2 separate regions of the Zea mays genome follow, and region 2 is linked to region 1. A link is a contact called in public Hi-C data. All regions are on one chromosome and are shown on one strand. Each heading gives the region's core, a stretch centred on a gene start, on an enhancer-like site or on the middle of the called end of the contact. The rest is flanking DNA. Distances are from core to core; before and after follow the strand shown. Region 1 has its middle 55 kb from the start of LOC103639397. Region 2 holds the start of LOC100383477.

What was found. Hi-C and Micro-C count contacts between places; a contact is called where the count stands out from the background.
Region 2: a Hi-C map of ear shows a contact between it and region 1, with 2.5 times the contacts expected there. The contact joins the promoter of LOC100383477 here to the enhancer-like site in region 1. A contact is called at or near these places in 3 of 25 Hi-C or Micro-C datasets (ear and leaf).

What each region holds. Positions count from the first base shown.
Region 1 is chr1:149,306,194-149,308,893 of Zm-B73-REFERENCE-NAM-5.0, forward strand. No RefSeq gene overlaps it. Among protein-coding and RNA genes, the nearest start is that of LOC103639397, 55 kb to the left of the region's middle. Within about 2 kb of position 1,433, at least 14 of the 20 cell types and tissues checked have an H3K27ac peak or open chromatin away from gene starts, as enhancers often do. A contact at or near this core is called in ear and leaf, where this site is marked.
Region 2 is chr1:149,412,994-149,415,693 of Zm-B73-REFERENCE-NAM-5.0, forward strand. It overlaps LOC100383477, which reads left to right and starts at 1,446. Exons shown (of 8, transcript NM_001176125.1): 1 at 1,446-1,990; 2 at 2,363-2,700. The coding sequence starts at 1,625. It overlaps LOC103639408 (a long non-coding RNA gene), which reads right to left and starts at 1,955. Exons shown (of 2, transcript XR_559418.2): 1 at 1,386-1,955.

The DNA.
Region 1 (2,700 bases), core at 183-2,682:
ATCATGTCTGAGAAGTAACGGCGATCCGAATCGATTAATACCCGTCTAGGGATCTCCAACCACACGACATATGTAGCACTTAACCCTTGCATATGTCAACTTGCACCCGGGTTTCTCAAGACCAGAATGGGTTCACGCCAACCGAGAGCATAGATACTCCACCGTCCAGTCTCTTGCCACGGAGGGTAAACACTACTCTTGCCATCTCTCCACTCCCATTGTGTGGTAGCTTTTCTGGTATTGGTCCGACCGAGGCAAAGCTTACCCATGATGAGGCATATGGCTAGTTAAATGGTCCTCGAACAGCAGGCCTACATCGGCTTGGTCCTTAAGCAACTCAGACGGAGACACTACACAAAGACTCCCTTCTCGTGTAAGGCACCCACCCGGTCTCATCTTTATTACTTAAACCCAAAAGTTTTGTACCTGACAGAGGTACTTCTTTTCAGATGTTGAACCCATCACGGCCATGATGGATCCACCATCATCATTCTTTTCTTTGTCAAAATTCCCATCCCATGTGAACCATCACCTTTTTCAAAACAAAACCTTTTGTTTTCTATAGCAAGACTAAGTATTAGAAAACTTGTTTAAAACAGGCAACAAGGAATGGTAACCAATTTTCCAAGGAAGGAAATGTTTCAACTGTTTATCACACAATTCCTATCACCTAATGCATCATATAAGGTGATAAAGATCTTAAAATAACAAGGAAAAGGGATAATGCACCAGGTCTTGCCTTGTGTTGCAGGAGGTTCAGGTTCCACACTGCAGATGTCGAAGTAAAAGTTGTTTTCCGCTGGAGGATTCTCAGTCTAGGAGACAACCTCTTCTTCTACTACAGTCTCTTCCTCGTGTTCTATACATGATAATACATGTATATGAATGCTTATGCTATGTCATAAATATGCAGTTACACAATAGAATTATAATAAGTTGCAACTTGAATACAACTTTCCTTCACAGTACAATTCAATCACTAAGGTTTTCTCGTTAGGTATTTTTTTAGGATTAGTATTAAGTAATTAATCCTTTGAGACTAGTTATTGGGTTTCTAGTCAAACAATGTCCAAATAATTTCAAACTTCACTCAAGGGCTCTAATCATCATATTAAGCCTACCCAAAAAGTTTTATGATTTTTGGAATTATTCAACTATTTCTAAAATTCTAAAAGGCTTGGTCTAAGCACCTTTAAATGCTACATAATTCAGAGTTTGAATAAAAGTCTTGCAATTATTTTTATTAAATACTACTTGATTTTAGGAATTTAGAAAAATTGATTTCATTATTTTTCCATTTTTCTACAATTTTGCACACATTTCCTAAGTGGTCAGCAAAAAGAAAAGGAGAAATCTATAACAGAACTGGGTCGAAATAGGCCCAACTGGCCCAAGTCCACGCAGAACTGTGCGCGCCCGCAACCCGCGCTGGCGGATTTACACCGAGGCCCCTGGCCATTCAAACAATTTGGAAAGAGCCCAAGTCTTGTTTCTATGTCTCTCTGACACTTTTCCTTCTGCCCCCCGATTCTTTCATATTCACAATTCCCGTCCCCGAGCCCGGCCGGCGGTGTTAACGAAGATAAACCTTAGTCATGGTGGCGCGAAGCTTGGGCACTCTCTTAAACACTCTTCAATTGCAATCCTAACGTAACCCGAATGATTTTGGGGCATGAACCTAGTTAACAGGCACTGCATCAACCCACCTATAACCTAACGACCTAACCCAAACGTTTTCCCGAGGCAACAACACCGTGGAGCTCAAACAAATAGAATGGGGAGCACTAGTAGTTCATGTAGTATACGATGCTCATGTGAGCCGACTCAAGACAAGTGGGAATTGGTCGGTCGACACAGGTGCAGTTCATGGGTCTAATACGCGGCGTCGAGCTCGCGTTCCAAGCTATTCAGAATAGCAATGACCAAAAGGCCACTTTGGTCACGCGAGGTTGAGACGTCGGCGACATGGTCACCAGACACGCGGAGCTACTTGGCCAGAGGCTTGAGTGTTTCCCGGGTATAGTTTGGGGAAGTGAAGGCAACAATACTGTGTTAAAATCACTTACAGCAGCTTATGACAATGGCAAGGATCTCTCCTTTACTCCCCTTCCCCCCGGTTATCCTTTATATGGACAGAGCCGACTCAATTGATGGCTGGGTTCAGAGGATGGACAGAGATGCCTAAGGGCTTGTTCGGTTATTTTGAATCCATATGGATTGGAGAGGATTGATATGGATTGAAGGGGATTTTGACTTACTAGGGATTGAAACCCCCTCAATCCCCCTCAATCCATATGGATTAGGGTAGAACCGAACAAGCCCTAACTGGGTGAGGCTATCACCTGCATGAGCGCAAGTGCGTGGCTCATCTCCAAGAATCTACGCATGGCTTAGGAGCACAGCAAGGCCATAGACATGGTAGATTTTTACCACCACCGAGCACAGCAGATAAGGCTGCCTAGGTAGATGTCTTCTAGTTCACTTGGGAAATTTTAGTGTTGGTTAAAGTCTTGAACACCCCTGCTATTCACCTCATCTCTATCTCCACCTTTACACAAAAGTGAAACATCGCAGGGAGAAAAGATCTTCTGCAGATATTTCAGATTACCCTGAACTTCATTACTTGACTGAACCTTCCTTGTTCAACCCCCTTTTCTCTCCATATTTGTTAAGAGCAGATCAGTCTCTGTTAACAGAACT
Region 2 (2,700 bases), core at 196-2,695, 110 kb after region 1:
ATTCTTAATCATGATTTGACACATGTGTAATATAGGAAAAAATATGAGCTTAGAAGACATGATTATATTTCAATGATGTTTGCATTTTTAGATTAGTGAAATTTATAGAAACATTGAAGTGTCAAGTTATTTATGTGTGTGCTTTTCTCGTCCTCTCGCAGTAGAGTATAGTGTTTGGTTATTAGCTTATCATTTATCACCTAGCTGAGAGGGAAGCTTTATATGAAATTCAATTTTGTAGCATCTAGCGGACTTGCTCAGGTTCGTTGACTGCTTATCCTTACTTTCAGGTGCAACATGAGCCACAACCTAAACCTGAACCTGACGTAGAAGAGGAACGTGTCAATCTATTCAAGCAGATAGAGTTCTACTTTACGTCGACATATTGACCTACTTCTCTCTACTAAATCCTTTAATTGGTTAAGGTTGTTTTTTCGTTTTTATCCACAGCTAGGAGAACCTATGCTCAGATGTGTACTTGAGGCAACAGATGGATGAACAGGGCTAGGTTGATAACATAGGTCCTTAAGAATGTCATCATCACCTAAAGTCGACTGAACATTGTGTAAAATATGTACACATGCTCATTTGTTCAGGTGTCGTTGCTGTTCCGCAAGATCGTCGTGTCCTTGTTAGGAATGGAGATGCTCTGAGTGAAGTAGGAGGACATGGTGAACATGAACCTGAAGCCGACTTCTAGGAAATCCAACTCGCAACAGTAGGCGAGGAGCGGATGCACCTACTAGAAGAGTGCTAGCTCTGCTCATACGCTTGCTTGACAAACATATGTTGTTAATTGTTTTATATAGTGTTACTAATTACTATCATTTATTCTCTTATGCTTCTTATATAGTTGAGGTTTACATTATTTTTTCATTTCTATCTAGATTTTGTATGTTATGTAGAAAGATCATATGTTTTTTGTAGTTTTTAAAAAATCTATCTTTCTGTTTCCGTGATTGTGTGCCGTTGCAACGCACGGGCACATACCTATACTATTATATAATATATAAATATTCACTAATTTTGCATACCCTGTACGTCCGCCACTACGCTCACTCTATGTTGGTAAGTGTACACACTAATTCAACGTACGCATTTAACTGATCTGATTACATATGTATCTTCACTATCGTGCGTCCAGTGTGTGACACCTCTGGTTGTCATCGCCGTGCCGTTCTTGGGGCTGCTAGGGTTCTTTGGTGGCTTCACATTGACGCTGACAACCTACTACGTGATAGATCTGTCATTTAATCTCTATCTGGTTTTCTTTATTTCAATCCATTCTAATTACGCACTTCATTATCTGTTGACTCATCTCATAGATTGAGAGTTAAAAAATTAGAAACTCCGCAGAAATAAAAGTTTTTTCGAACCAAACACACCTTGTCGCCATCAAAACACACCGCCAACGCCAGTACTCCACGGTACTGCGCCGCCCAGTACTCCGACAGCCACTTCGCTGCTGCTGCTATGTCCTGCGCGCAGCCGATGCGGCGCCGATCTCCATGGTTGTGCGAAACCTAGGCGGCGGGCGCGAGCGAGGCCACAAGGCGGCATCTGCCTCCTGAGTGGGGAGCGGGCTCCCCCGATCCACATCGTGCGGGCTGGTGGCTGCGTCGCGATGAACCCGTTATGCTGCATCGCGCCGGTCTCGCTCGAGCACGCTGCGGATCAGCTCCACGAGCACCCGCAGCGCATCCTCGCTGGTGCACCGCCGGCGACGCCGGCCCCAAAGCAGGATGCGGTTGTGGGGGTGCTGCACAAGTGGGTCAACTATGGGAAGGGGTGGCGGTCGCGGTGGTTCGTGCTCGAGGATGGGGTGCTATCCTACTACAAGCTCCGCGGAGCTGGTGCTGGGGGGGTAGCCGTGTCGCCCGCTGCTGCTGCAGCCAGAGTGATCGGGGACGGGAGTGCCGTGCAGCAGGCGCGGGAGGTGGCCGCGGGGGCAGGAAAGCTGTGGAAGCCGTTTGGCGTGATACACCTCAAGGTACGGTGCTGCCATTCGATTCGGTTTCTTCTGGCATGCTGGTTCCGGCATTGAGAAGTCAAATTTTGAAGCCGCATTTTTCTTGTGATGATTGAGCCATGAATATTGTTCGGGTAAATGTGCTTAAGGTAAAAAAAAAACAAGTGGAGGATTGGCGCTCATTGTACTTTTCATTTTGAGTTTTCCCAATTGAAGACAGGCCGTGGTAGGAAACCTGGTCGCAGATATGTATATGTTTGCATCACGTTTAGTTTAATGCAATAATGCTACAATCGATCATCACTGTGGAATTATCTGAATGATTTGGCACAATGCTGGAGGAAGCAAGATAGATTACTCAATTTTACAGGAATTTCCTTTTGTGGTATTCAGGTCTCGTCTATTCGTGCAAGCAAGTCTGATGATAAGAGGCTGTACATATTCAGTGGAACAAAGACACTACATTTGAGGTGTGAAACTGAGGAGGATAGGAATGCGTGGATAGATGCATTGCTGGCAGCGAAGGATCAGTTCCCACGGTCACAGACTAGCAATGATGTTGGTTCTATGGCAGATATTATGTTGTCCTCTGAGAAGCTTAGGGCACGGCTGCTTCAAGAGGGTCTGTGTGAAGCAGTGGTCAGGGAGTGTGAATCTATTATGATGAGTGAGCTACTGGAACTGCACAATCATATAAAGTCTCAGCAGCAGCAGCATTCTATTTTGATAGA